Linked DNA regions of Gasterosteus aculeatus: region 2 is linked to region 1. The links are chromatin contacts, called in public Hi-C maps. All regions are on one chromosome and are shown on one strand. The core of a region is the stretch at or near the end of the contact, and the rest is flanking DNA. Distances in the headings are between cores, read along the strand shown. Region 1 holds the start of cdh11 (cadherin 11, type 2, OB-cadherin (osteoblast)). Region 2 overlaps cdh11 (cadherin 11, type 2, OB-cadherin (osteoblast)).

What was found. A called contact is a pair of places that touch in the nucleus more often than the background predicts.
Region 2: a Hi-C map of skeletal muscle shows a contact between it and region 1, with 2.8 times the contacts expected there. The contact joins the enhancer-like site here to the promoter of cdh11 in region 1. A contact is called at or near these places in 2 of 6 Hi-C or Micro-C datasets (skeletal muscle and whole body).

What each region holds. Positions count from the first base shown.
Region 1 is chr6:18,861,689-18,868,769 of fGasAcu3.hap1.1, forward strand. cdh11 (cadherin 11, type 2, OB-cadherin (osteoblast)) reads left to right here and starts at 2,396. Exons shown (of 16, transcript XM_040178734.2): 1 at 2,396-2,922.
Region 2 is chr6:18,913,179-18,920,416 of fGasAcu3.hap1.1, forward strand. cdh11 (cadherin 11, type 2, OB-cadherin (osteoblast)) reads left to right here. Exons shown (of 16, transcript XM_040178734.2): 8 at 311-498; 9 at 4,936-5,049; 10 at 5,134-5,273; 11 at 5,787-5,923. Among protein-coding and RNA genes, the nearest start is that of cdh11, 53 kb to the left of the region's middle. Within about 2 kb of position 4,668, at least 7 of the 9 cell types and tissues checked have open chromatin away from gene starts, as enhancers often do.

The sequences.
Region 1 (7,081 bases), core at 1,146-3,645:
AGACCACTCTCGGGTGATAACGAGGAAAAAATGCACTCGGCTTTTTAACAGGAACGTTAATTGGCAGATGGAAAAATAGCTCCGCAGTTTGATCCTGAAGCTTAATAAGTTACAAAGCCGTTTCCAAACCAAACATATGCAATTTACATTTATATCGACTAATGAGTAAAAAAAAAAAAGATACGCCGTCGGAATATAAATCAGAGCGTTGCTGCACATCCAGCATGTGTTTGTGTTTCTGGTGAGATGGTAACAGTCAAATGTGGCTTTAAAACATGTAGTTACTTACTGAATCAGCCTCAAGCACACACGCACACACACACACGCACACACGCACACGGTTACGTGATGCTGTGAAGGGCGTCTCCTCAGAGATGCTCACCTCACGGGACTCAGTCTATACGTTCTGTGGCGTGTCGACAACTAGCCAGTCAGCACAAACACATGTCAAACTGCGAGAGACCCACTTTACAGAGCATGATCCGTGACAGGGCGAAGGCGCCTTGGGGTGCAGGAGGCCAGAGGGCCTCAGCTTTTGGAGTTCTAACGACCGGTCCCACAGTACACCAGGCGGCAAACCTCTTCAGGAATATTACAATCAGGATTATTTCTGCAGTAACTGTAGACGTGAAAAGTCAGAGATTTAGTCCAAGAGGTTCAGGAGCTTCAGGCAGTGTAATACAATAGTGTGTGTGTGTGTGTGTGTGTGTGTGTGTGCGCGCGCGCATGGTGGGGGGGGGGGGGTCAAAGTGACAAACTGTGTGTCACATTACCGAAGAGTACAACTACAGAAGCTGAACCGGTGCATAACGGACCCTGCTGTACTGGGGCCACATATAGTCCAGCTATCACCTCACATACGAAGACCTCCACTGATGACACATTACTTAAAAAGCAACAAACACAAAAACCTCGCCGGGAGAGAAATAACCGAGGTCGTCGAATTGGAGACGTAAACATTTACTAGAGCGGTTTTATCCTGGTTCATCACCTGAGGGAAAGGTGAGCACGTACGAGCTTTACAAGCCGCGGAGCTGCGAGTCTTTGAAGAAGAGGAAGAGATACAGAACTAATTGTCTCCTTTACTTCTCAGCGTTGCGTCGTTGCCTCTCGCTTCGGCATAAAATGTAAAAGAAAAAAGATATGAGGAGTTTGGTTATGAGAATTTCAAATACATTTGTGTACACTTGTTTACGACACACAGAAATAAAGCGTGTGAGCAAAAAGGCGGCTGCAGAAAATAGATCTTGTTGACAAGCTGTCCTTTGTCTTAACCTAATAATGTCATTCTGCATCCAAGGTAATATTACCGTCTTGTGTAAAACAAAGCTCCTGCCTGCAGTATCTCTGGCTCATGAGCTCCGTATCAGCTTTACAAAAAGACAGACGCTAATAAAAGGTCTGCTTAGAGACACCGGACGCTGCTGCGTTGTTGTTGTTGTGGTCCCAGTTATTGTTCACACACATACACACAGGCAGACTCAGGAAGCTATCGTAGCTAGGAGCTAACTCAGGACCACCGACCTGCTGCATGTCCGTCAAGTCGCTGAAGATCAGACGGATGACAAAAGACGTACAATCGACCCAGCTCCGTGAGGGCGGAGACTGTTAAGACCCCATCATGACACCTGGCTCCATCATGGCCCCACAATGTAGAGCTGAACCGCTAACCGGTGCTAACGTGCTCATTACTGACGCTCACTGCTCGTTTTGACATTTCTAGGTTTTTTCCGTGAAAACATTGGATTATGAGTCAGAAGAGTTTAAGGTGCCAACGCTTTAATAACTTCACGAATGCCCCCATGAGTGTGACTATTTAACACTATTACGAGATGGAGAGAGTCACTGAGTGATGCCCGAGTTGCTCCGCCCTCCACAGGCCCCTCCTCTCCTCTCATTGGCTGCCTGTGAGATTCTAAACCTGCTGTAGCAGCGGTTGGACACTGCTCTCAGCCAATGACGAAAGAGCAACTGTTGCATTCACTACCGCCCCCAAAACACGCGCGCGCGCAGGGCTCGTTGTGCTGCAGCCTCTCGGTCTGAAGCAATGAGCAGCATCACAGCTTCAATACAAATAACCAAAATTCTCTATTACATAAAAAAAACAACTTACTCAGCAGAAGTTTTTTTTTTTTTTTTTAACAACCATCAGGAAAAAAATCTTGCCAATAAAGTGATTATTAAAATATCTAATTTCACATGATATTATTCATATTCCGTATCCTCACAGTCCCAGGATGCAACATTTAAATACCACCCATAAGACAAAACGTTATATTATTACTATAACAAGCCCGGAATATGCAGGCAGAAGATAAATTACTGTAGTTTCCAACGCCCTCCATCGGCCGCAACGTCCCTCCGTGTCCCTCCCTCCGCCTCCCCCATCCCTCCCCCTCTCCCGTTGCTGCTGCGCGCTCGTTCTGTTCCCCTCACACCGCTCCCGAAGCTCTTGGAGAGAGGACGGATAAACGGCTCTGACGGGAACGGATTTTGATACCCGAAGGAGGGAGGGATGCTCCGGTGATTTCCCTCTTTCCCCACCAGCTCCACCAGCTCCACCAGCTCTCTCACCACCATCCCCTCTCCTCTTCGTCACTTCAATCTCGGAATCGAGACGCGCTGCTGTCATTTCTTTTTTCATCATCTTTGAGCCCTGCTTCTTTTTTTTCTTCTTCTTCTTCTGCTTCTTTATTTTGCCCCTGCGCTCCAGAAAGAACATTTGGGGTTTGGTTTTTCTTCGTGGTGCCCTCGTCTTCTCCAAGCAACCAGAAACACAGCTGGGTTTCCATCGGTGGATGGTGGACATCCGATGACAGAAGCCGTACTTGTTGAGAGAAGTGACCGTTTTCGGCTGGCTTGCATGTATCGGGGGGATTTCCTTGGAGAGGCGGAGTGCGCGCGGAGTGTCTCACTTCCAAGGTAAGGACCGAGTTAAAGGACTCCGCTTTCTGCGGCGCAGAGGCTTTTACCGGAGTGAAGTGTTCCGGTTCCCGGGATGCTGGGGAGATAGTGGGCTCACACACACACACACACACACACACACACACACACCGTATGTCTATAAAACGGCCACTGTGAGAGGATGTCGGACCCCCTTATTTGTCTGCAAATGCGTAATCAGACAGGAGAAGCCCGCAGAGCCTTTGCGCATTGGCGACGGAGACGGTGCGCGGCGCAATCATTGCGCTGCTGGCTGAAGCCGCGCAGACTTTTCTCCGCTCACCATTTGTCACAAAAACAAAGCTTTGACTGATTTCCTTTCTTCTTCCAGCACAGTATCTATCTATCTTTTGTTTTGTCGCGTGTGCGTGCCTTCGTGTGCGTGTGTCTGGCCACGTAGAGACTAACCTCAGTGGTCTTTCTCTCCCTCTTCTCCCTCCCTCCCTCCCTCCGCCGCCTCGGTGCCTCTCCCGTTGTCTCCGCGTTACGGCGACGCACAACTTTTCTTTGGATCCCCGTCCGGCTCTGCGTGCGCGTGCGTGTGCGCGTCTCTGTCAGATCGCAGCATTCAAGTCAAAATAACAGCATCGCTTTCGTGACCACGTTTCCACAGAAAACCACGAGTGGTTACTTCTTGGAGCGACGGCTGCATCTGCGTCGGTCCGGCCGCGTCCCGTTTAGTGTTTGCTCGTTTTACGCCTCCGAGGAGCGGCTCCTGTTCTCGGCAGTCTTGACGTCGCCTCAGCGGACTGGAGAGCCGCGCCAGCAGCCCTGAAACTGCACAAAAAAAACCCCGAACACGTCGCTCCGGCGCATTTGTGCGCTGAATCGGGGCCGCGCGTCTGGTCCCGTCGCCGCTGCGGGGCCACATCACCTCCCCTCGGTCCCTTCGCAGGATGCGGGTGTATGGACTATTGCGCTGCCGCCGAGGCATTCTTTTTCACAGGGGGAGTAAGTTAGATATATAGGTGTTAAATGTGAGCAGTCTTCAACGGGGGAGCAGAGGGGGAGAGACGGGGAGAGACGGGGAGAGGGGGGAGAGGGGGGAGGCGTTGACTGGAGGGCTGTGCACCCTGTTGGTATTCACGGCACAACTCAAGATTGCTGCTCTCAAGCAGGCAATAATATCTCCCCCGCCTCTCCCTCTCCTCACCTCTCTCCCGCCGTCTCTCACACCCTGTTGCTCTGAACCCCCCCCCACTCCCCCCACCCACCTCCTCTGCATTTAATGTCTCTCCCACGCTCCTCTCTGCTCCTTCTCCCACCCCTCACGCCTGCCTCTAAACCCCCTCAGTCTTGTGGGAGCCACCGAGTGAATAATTTGCGGTTATTGTATTTTATTCAACAGTGTTTTTCTTACTGAGGGGGGGGGGGGGGCTGCTTTTTCCATTGTGTATTTAAAAATATATACATATTTCAACCATGCTGACGTAGCAGCTCCGGTTGGTTATGGGGGAGGAAATGTGAGGTCCTGAGTAGGAACCTCAGGTGAAACGCTGCATGTTTCTGATCTGTCGGCACTGAGCTGCATTTTGCTAATTAGCTTACAGAGCAGAGACATGGCAGAGGAAAATAAACTTCCCTTTGGTAGTACGAGTGTTCGTTGTGGTTCAGTGGCCACTCAGAAGACACATCAGAAGAAGAGAATGTTCTCCCCCCTCAAAGGGCTCCTTCTTTTTGTTGGTAAATAGCACCAAAGAAGAACTAATTTGTTCCCCAGCACGTTTGCGTGACTCACTAATTAGTTCTCCGAGCAACAGTATTTCTGTCATTCGGTTGGAGGAGAGAGAGAAGGGGGGGTGAGGGGGGGGGGGGGGGGGGGGGGTTACGCCGTATTCCATCCCGCCCTTTGGGAGCCACCGAGTCAAAGTCCTCCTCCTCCTCTTCTTCTTCTTCTTCACTTCCCCTGTATCCAGCCGTCCTCTTGTACGGATACCTCATTGTGGTATTTACAGGGGGGCTTGGATGACAGATGAAAGCGGGGCGGGGGGGGGGGGGGGGGGTATCAGATATTTCACTGATGTTCAGCCAATAGCCAAGGTATCAGCAGCTGGCAGAGGAGACGGGATACAATTAAACAAGTGAAGAGACACAACCAGGCCAGGGACACACACACACACACACACACACACACACACACACACACACGGTGATTCCAGGTCAGCTGTGCTCGCCTTCAGAACTTCTAAAAGGGTTCTGCTCCTCACAGTCAGAACCACGAGAGGGTGGCTGTTGGGAGGCGCTTTTCTAGATCCCACCGGCCCGCGAGCCGAGGAGACTTCTCCACTTTGGTGAAGAGTGAAAACAAAGATCTGTGGCCAAGTGGGCTGAGTTTTAAAGGAACTGACGTGGCGCAGCAGGGAGCCAGCGAGACACAGGGATTTATTTATTACACTGTAATCGTTAGATTTAATTAGCTGCCAGCTGCTACGTTCTCACAGACCGTGGCATCGCCGGCTTGTTCCTTTGGAGCCGTGAAAGGAGGGAGGGACATGGGGAGGGACGGGGATGGACAGACGGGTGAAGAGGACGAGAAGGAGCAGACCGTCTCTGGGTGACGACAGAGGGAGCTGTTGGGCTTCGCTGCAGCCGCTCTGCTCCGTCTTCTGCTTTCTAATCCTTTCCAAACCCCCCCCACCTCCCCCACCTCCCCCACCTCTCTGGCTTTTATCCCTCTGTCTGTCTGTCAGAGAGATGGAGAGGTAGTTAGTCTTTCCACGGAGGCAAGATTCAATCTGCACACACACACACACACACACACACACACACACACACACACACACACACACACACACACACACACACACACACACACACCCTGTTTGGAGAAGCATGTCCACTATGAGGCTTCTGTTACCTCTGGGGGGGGGGGGGGGGGGGTGTTCTTTCTTCTTCTTTCGTTGCTGCCCGTGTTCGCGAATGAATGTAACACCATGAATGAATGTAACACAATGAATGTAACACAATGAATGAATGTAACGCGACGCGTGTTACACAATGAAGTGTAATGGGAGAGGACGGCTCTTTAAAGCTCGTCGCTAGCTGGAAGCCACGTTAGCGCCGTTGTTGCTCGTGTCCGCGTTACGCGTCTTACTTGCTTGCCGGTTTTTCCTAAACTTCCCTGTGACTCATTGATTTCACGTCCGTGTGCGCGTGTCTCCTGCTCAGAGGTAGATGACACGCTGATTCTACGTATCCCACGGCGGCCTGATGGGATTATATCTCTAATCTCCGGCCTCAGATAGATTAAATGACGGAGTCGGTTGTTCCGGTTTCTGACCTCTAATGTCTTAACTTGCCCACCTGGGAGACAGAAGGACAGTGGCTCATTTGTTTGCGTCGATTGAGGGGGGTCTTCTGCTGCTTGTGGGGCGCAGGTGGTCCTCTGTGGTTTACGCGGACTCTCTCTCTCTCGGGGCTCATGTGGATTCACTTAGTCCGCCTGCGCTCCACATTCCTGGGACTCGATGCAGCTCGCCGTTCATCTCGAAGCCGCCCGCGGGGGGGTCACGCCTCAGCTCGCCGACGTGAACGCCGGTTCTTTTACTGCTCTTCGGTTAGCCTGACCTTTGACCTCCGGCCCCACACATACCCACGCTCAGAGGGGAGCGGCGCGGGCCGCCTGGAGACCACGAGGAGGAGGAGCTCGGGTCGATGCCAATTTAGGACTAACGAGCAATTCCGTGGATTGGACCCTCGATGATGTGAGCGCGGCGCCGTCGATCCGATCGGAATGACAATTGATTACAGCAGATGGACGGCCATATTGATCTGAGCACCGCTGGTGAGTGTGTGTGTGTGTGTGTCTGTGCGGTACCTTTACCTTCTACAAGCGCACGGCAGTGTGCAGTGTAGACTGGCGTGTGCGCGCGTGATCCAGTGTGGCGTGTTTCCTGTGGCAGTCAGACGGTTTTCTGGTCTCATGACGGCGGTCACACGGGAGCAGGAGAAGCTTGTTGCTTGTTGTCTGCGCTGTGGCGGCGTTCTGCAGGAGAGAAGGTCAGACTTCCTCTCACGTACCAGACTCAGGAGCCTTTCCTCTCCTCGTCTGTTAAATCGCTCCAAATTACGGTCGCTGGATTTTCAGAGGTGCTTCTGTTTTAAAAACAATTAATAATTGACGGTGGAGAAGCTTCCG
Region 2 (7,238 bases), core at 3,418-5,917, 54 kb after region 1:
AGTACAGGAGGGACGAGGGGTAAACAGAAGACATATGGTCCTCCTGCTCTGAATCCACAAGCCAGGTGTCCGCTCCCTCAGACGCACACCCACCTGACACTTTTAACATCCTCCGGGCCACACCGCACAGATGGCATAGTTCACGTGAATGCCTCCCTGCCCTCCGACGCTGACCCCTGCCTCAGATAGTAAACACAGTGGCCGCCAGCCAGGAATTACCCAGAGACCCTAAAAGAGGGTCGAATACCATGAAACGGGACAGACATCGGTGCCTGAGCATGTTTAATAGTCTTTACTTTTTCCTCCTCAGGTGTGTATTCCATGTCCGTATCAGAGGATAAGGTGCCCGGAGAGGAGGTGGGCCGCCTTAAGGCCAAAGACCCCGACCTTGGAGACAACGGGATGGTGTCCTACCGCCTAATAGACGGAGACGGACTGAGCATGTTTGAGCTGAGCACCGACTCAGAGACCAGAGAGGCTGTTATCAAACTGAAGAAGGTGAGGACAGGACAAGAGCTGCGACGTATTGGGTGATGTTTTTAGCCACTTGGGAGGAAGAAGGAAGCTGCGAACGCAACTTTAACTTGAACAACTTGGCGGGACATCGTCGTCAGCCACGGGTTGCTTATTTTAGCACTGAGCGGGTAACGGTACGTTACCCGCGTACCGCGTCGGTACATACCGAACGCGTCGCCAGCGTTTTGCGCCCCAAGATTACATACAAAGTCTATGCAGAGACGATGACGCCGGAGGGACGCAGATCTGTGATTGAGCAGCGCTTTTCTCGTGTCGAGATCACGGCGAAGTCAACGAGATTTTGGGTAAGGTTGCGTTAAACGTAGCAAATGCCCAAACGCGAAAGTTGAAACATTCCTATCGCTATCGACCGGTCCGGGAAAGATCTCGCACCCGATCACTGCACTGGATATAGTACAATAAAGTGTAGGGTAATGGTATTGTTAAACGACACACTGATACTAAATATTAAGTAGTATAAAGCAGTGGTCCCCAACCACCGATCCGTGGGCCGTTTGGTACTACTTATTTTGAAAATTGACCGGGTTTTCTCCTAATTATGTGCGCTCGTCCCTCTGACATATTCCCCACGCAGCACCAGGCGTTTTTGGCGAATTGACCACGAATGGACGCCGCGTTTAGAGCGTTTGAGGTGACGCGACACAGTCGCGGCACGTTCGGTGTGAACGTACCATAAGGAGGAGCATCATCGCTCGTACGGCCCCTCTTTCAGCTGTGGTTCTTCATCTCCAACATATCTTGATGGAAAAATCGGAATCTTTAGCTGCTAAACGCCCCACTAAGTTCACGACCGTGTTGTTGTGTCCGTTTGAACCAAATCAGAACCGCTGCTGTCACACAATGAGCTGGAACTCGGTGTAAAGCTCCATAAACCCGAGGCTCGGCAGAAACCGGCCATAGGGTCTGTAGGTTCATCAATACAGCTCAGTCTTTGCCTTCGCAGATATTGATTGTAGCTATTTTGACTGGAGGGTGGACCAAAATGCAGAGGGTGCTCCAACCTGGGAAACAAAGTCAGGTTCCATTTGTTCGGCAAAAAGCCGCAGACAAAGATTTGAATGTTAAAAAGCCAACGGGAAAGTCCAGACTTCCCGATGGCTTCTCTTAGAGACGAGGTCAACAGCACTTTGAGCTGAAAAGGCGGCTGCTTCCGTTCGTGCGTCATTGTCCACTTTTTCAATTTGCCGGCACAGAAATGTAGTCGAGCTGGCACTTTTTCTCCAGACAAAGCAGTTTAGTGTGGGGATTTCAACCAATGCACAGACTCATCTGTGATGCTGTTTATGTCGTCACTGACTTAATGCTGCTGTTGAGCCAGGAAAAAAAGTATTGTTCACCCAGAGACCCATGTCCGTATTCTCCCATACGTTATTTTGAAAGTTGATGAAGATGCTCCAAAGTGAGCAACGCCTGGCTCGCCTGGGTTTGATCCGGACCAAGAAAAGCAGACTTGGCATCCAAATATGTAATTACAGCACGTGCATTAGAGTGATTCTTTGTCCAGACAGCAATGACGTCACTGTGCAGACTCTGGAGCAAGGCACTAATCCCTAGATAAGTAAAAAACTGAGGTTAGAGTTGGGAGAACCCAGGTTATTACAGATAAAAGGTTGGAAAAACACACATTGTGAATTGTTTAAATGTGTGGTTTTCAAAGACGGATCCAACTACAAGTTCACTAAATGCACTGATGAGCAAAGCAGGACAGCCCAATCAATGAAATGAGAGCAGCTGATTACACTCAAGTGGGGCACGATGTGTGTGTGTGTGTGTGTGCGTGCGACTTGACGGAAAACTTTAAATTAAGTGCATGTGTGAACATCAACTCCATAACTGAAAGGAAACAGGACAGTCCTTGTAAAATCAGTCTGGTGCCACACACACACACACACACACACACACAGACACAGCGTGGCTGTAAAACATCACCGTAGCGGCGGTGGATGTTGAGAGCGCAGCGGATGAAATATTGTTCCATGACTGACGGCAGGAGCCATCACACAACAATCCGTCAACATGGATCCACGTGTCTCCTGGAACGAATGCTTAATAGGCTGACGCTGATTCAATGTGTGTGTGTGTGTGTGTCATGATTACTCTCGGGGGAAATTAACACCTTTAGCCCCTCAAGGTACCTTACACAGTTAAAGTCACACTCTTTCAAATCAGCGTGTGGAGTAGCCTAACTAATCTCTATTCTCTCTCTCACACACACACACACACACACACACACACACACACACGGGGATGAGCTTTAATCAGCTATTCTCTTTCAACTGTGTCCTGACGAAAGCAGTCCACAGAATATTAAGGAGGCGAGTGTGCATGTGTGTGTTGGTGATGGAGGGGGGTGGAGGGGGGCTTTATTGTGAATATTATTATCTCACACTGCTGAGGAAAGGGGGGGAGAATGAAGGCAGAGTTCTACGAGATGGAAGCGGAAGAGAGAGGCAAAGAGACGGAGCGTGACGAAGAAAACGAAAGAACTGGGTCACAAAACCGACGAGCGCGGTACCCGTCATCGACGCGCTAAACACGGACGCGATGGAACAATCGAGACGGAGGAGGCGGCGGCGTCCCCGCAGCGTGGAGTCACGGGGAAACGGATCAGAGGACAGAGCTGCCGCGAGTCCGTTTGCAGAGGCAATAGCCGGGGACGGTGGAGACGGGGCCGCCATCTTTGATCACGGACCACCAAAGGGAAACGCCGATGTCGCGTTGCTGGCGTTTGCTGGCGTTCGCCCTCTTCTCTCTGCTCGGCTAGTTCACAACTTTGTATCGCGTAAAGTACAAGATGAGACATTCTGTGATGCTAGATCTTTTCAAGTGGAAGCTTCCGTCCATAATGTTTGGTTGTGGACTCCTGAGACGTTGGACACCTGTCTGGTGGCAAGCTGTCAATCACAGTAAGCCCCGCCCTAAAGCATACTTTAATACTTTGAGTCTCAATGGACGATAATTTACTCAATGAACATCCTGCTGTGCTGGAGAATACTTGACCATAAACGCAGGTTTACAATGATTACTGAGGGAAATCAAGGGGAGTTAATTACTCATCAGACTCCTTTTTCACAACAAAAAGGTGTCTCACCACAACGTCCCGTAAGAAACAAGAACGTTTAAGACAGTTCAGCCTTGGCCTCACTCCTCAGAAACAGAGGTTGCCGCCGGAGTCGGGACTCGTAAAACCTGCAACCCTTCACACAGGGCTCATGAGCCGCTCTGCTCCCACTGGGGTTTCATTAAGCGATGGCAAGATGAAAAGACCAACCTGCTCCTGGGACTTCGCCAGCTTAACATCAGTCACAGTGGCTGAAGTAAAAAGTGTTGCGGAGGGGAGCAAAGTGGTTATTATCTGGGTTCATAATACGCCAATGACACCCATAAGAGTGAGTGATTAAGGCTACGACGGAGCGGCGGATGAGCGGCCGAGTGCTGCTGGCGGCGCACGAGTCCTCGTGATCATGGCGCACAGCCTCCCTTTGGTATTAGGAATTTCATACAATGACTGCCAACGCATTTGTTGACTTTTCCCCGCGAGCGCTCGGCGCAGAAGAAGAAATGAGGAGACAGAGGAAGGTGCGTAGACGGGGGGGCCGAGAGGACGGCGACGTGGGGAGTCGAGCTGCGCACCCCAACGCACACACTGGCGTCGGTTTAATATCAAAGCCGTTAGAACTCAGTGGTACGGAGCAAGTGACCTGGAGCTTGGTTCAAAGCGAGTGCATTGAATTGAACCTCGGGGTTTTACGTTGGCTTTTTTACGGAGACTTTTAATGATAGCGTATTATCAATTGCCTTACCATGATAATAAACGGCTTAAGAAATATAAAACTACTTAAAATAATAAAATAACAACTAACTGAAGTTTTGAAATTCATCCCCCACACCCAAACACTTACTACTCCCTTGAATCATGTGATTTCCCAGACTCCACAACCTCATCCGGCCTCATTAAAAACAGACTTTTAGTGTTTTCGTTAATAGAAACAACCAAATATTTTAGTTTGGTCCAAAACGTCTGATGTCATATGCGATCCTATCTCATATGACACATCTCATACCTGCAGTCAGGTCACTGTGTTGGTGTGTAGCAGCAGTGGTGGGATAATGTGAGCGTTTTCATTCATGAGGCAACAGCGCCCCCTACCACAGCTCAGCGGTATCGTCCGGGCCGCACATTCAATTGTGCGACTCATGGCGGTGTCAAGTCTGTCTGCAAGACAACAACAAGCAGACGGCTTTTAAAGCGCTGCTTTTCTGAATGGACTTTGGATCGATGGGGATCAGACGCCGCACAAAGATGACGCACTACCAACGTGTGTACAGCTGATGTTTGATGAAAGAGCCGTGCGCTTTGTTACTGATTAAATGACTCGTTGTCTCTTTCTCTCCCAGCATGTGGACTTTGAGACTAAAAGGTCGTACACTTTGAAGGTGGAGGGATCCAACCCGTATATTGACCCCCAATACATTGCATGGGGTCCGTATAAGGACGAAGCAACAATAAAGGTACACGTGTGTAATAAAGCAGACAGATTTCATTGTGTGAGCGTGCGTGTGGCATCTTCTAACTGTGTGTGTGTTTGTCTGCAGATATCAGTGGAGGATGCAGATGAGCCTCCCGTGTTCGTAGCCGCCAGCTACACGTTTGAGGTGGAGGAGAACGCACCTGAAGGAACGGCGGTGGGACGAGTCCACGCCAAGGACACGGATGTGGCCAACAATCCCGTCAGGTAACAAGGAAACACAAACGCGCGCACAGACACACTCACTGAGTCACGCTCGCTGCAGTGGAGGAATTTACATTTTTCCAACCAGTGTAAATTGGAAAATTGCCAAAAAACAAAAACAAACAATTGCAATAGATTCCTTCAGCTAGAGCGAACAAACAATATAACTTGAAGAAACTTGGCGTTGCACAACACATTTTCATGCAGAAGACAGATAAAAGAGGTTTCAACAGAATAGCGACGCAAAAAAGGATTATAAAAACAACGAAGAAACACACCGAGTTAGTAGCTTTATTTATCACTTTATTTATTTATCTCCTATAAACGCAGTGATGTTGCCTCTACAAATAGATGCTTGCTAAATTGTTGTTTTTTGGTAACTGAATTATCTCTACAACAATCCACCTGAAAGCTCCACGTTCCCCTCTCGTAACACTTCATCTTACAGCGGCCAGCTCAGGAAAACCACTAGGGACTCTCGTGTAACAACGTGTTTGTCTCCACCCCCCCGTGTAGGTACATGATCCCTCTGTACACCGACATAGAGCAGTTCTTCAGAGTGAACCCGGAAGACGGCATGATCACCACCACCAGGCCGCTGGACAGAGAGGCACAGAACTGGCACAACATCTCTGTGTCGGCCACAGAGATAGGTAGGAACGCACGCACACACGCGCACGCACACACGCGCACGCACACAAGACGTACGCGTCCTTCAGGACGGCTTGGAGGTGAGGCGGCTGCTGATCCACGGACACGTGTGTGACTGAAACGCTAAACCAGATAGATTCCGCTCTAAGATGGAGGCAAAATTAAAGACGGACTAAAGGAGGGAAATGAAAGAAGGCATCCGCAGCCCAACCTGTCATTCTGTGGCGCCGGGGAAACTGCACGACATCTTAAGTGTACAACATTTAAGTGGATTCAAGCTGCTGCCCTTAATTTTTCTTTCCCCCCCCCCGGCTAAGACTAAAGTTAGCATTTTTCCTTTTTTTTTTTGCTGTGAATGTCAGGGAAGAACTGCTTAAAACCTTGGGAACGAATTATATATTCAGAATCATCCAGGAGGGATTAGCGTTCTGCAGATGCTCGGCGGTGCTACGTTAGTCAATTGGAACCAGGCGTTACCCCCCCTCCACCCCCCGGTATTGCAGGTAACTGCTGCATTGTGTAAGAGGTTTGCCGACATGGCGTCGCGTGTTGTCTTCACGTAGCCGGAAAACAAATCATCTGGCTATTGAGTGAATGTCCCGCTTGTGGCAAAAAGATTTGGATTCAAACTTCTGACAAGGTTGTGTGATGTGGAGACACGAGAGAGAAGCAGAAGGCCCACGTCCTCCTCTCTCGTGTCTCCACATCACTGTTACTGAGTAAACAAGGCGGCCGCGGCGCTGTGACGCTTTGAAAAACCAAAGTTGAGGCACACCCTGGAACATTTTCCATTCCCACCACAAGCAGCGAGGGGCGAGCGGAGGGAAACGCCAGTCGACTCAGAGGCCCTCCGCCGCCCCCCCCCCCCTCCCTTCCGGCTCCGACCCCACCATTTTCTTTTCTTTCTTCCTTTTTTTTTTTAAACATCTGCAGCTAGCAAGCCACAGAAGCCCGCCCTGGTATTCTGTGGTCGGGGCTGGAGCTGCCAGAGCGCCGCGTGGTTTCCCTGTGGCGTGCTAGACGCCAGACGGCCAGATGGAAACGGGCTCGCCGCCCACGAAACGAGGACCCTTGCAAACCGCTAAGAGGCCCTGGATGGCTAAATAAATGCCTGGTAATGACAGGGCAGAGAGGGAAGCCGGAGCGACTAGAATTACAAATATAAGAGGTAGTGCAGTGTTGAAACAAAAGAAAACTTTCTTTGCTAATTCTCTGGATGAATATTTTGACCGAGAGGCGATGAGATGTGATCATGGCTACTACATGTTTATAATGTGCTGCAAATCTGCAAAACGCAAAGCAACAGTTGAGTGGCCA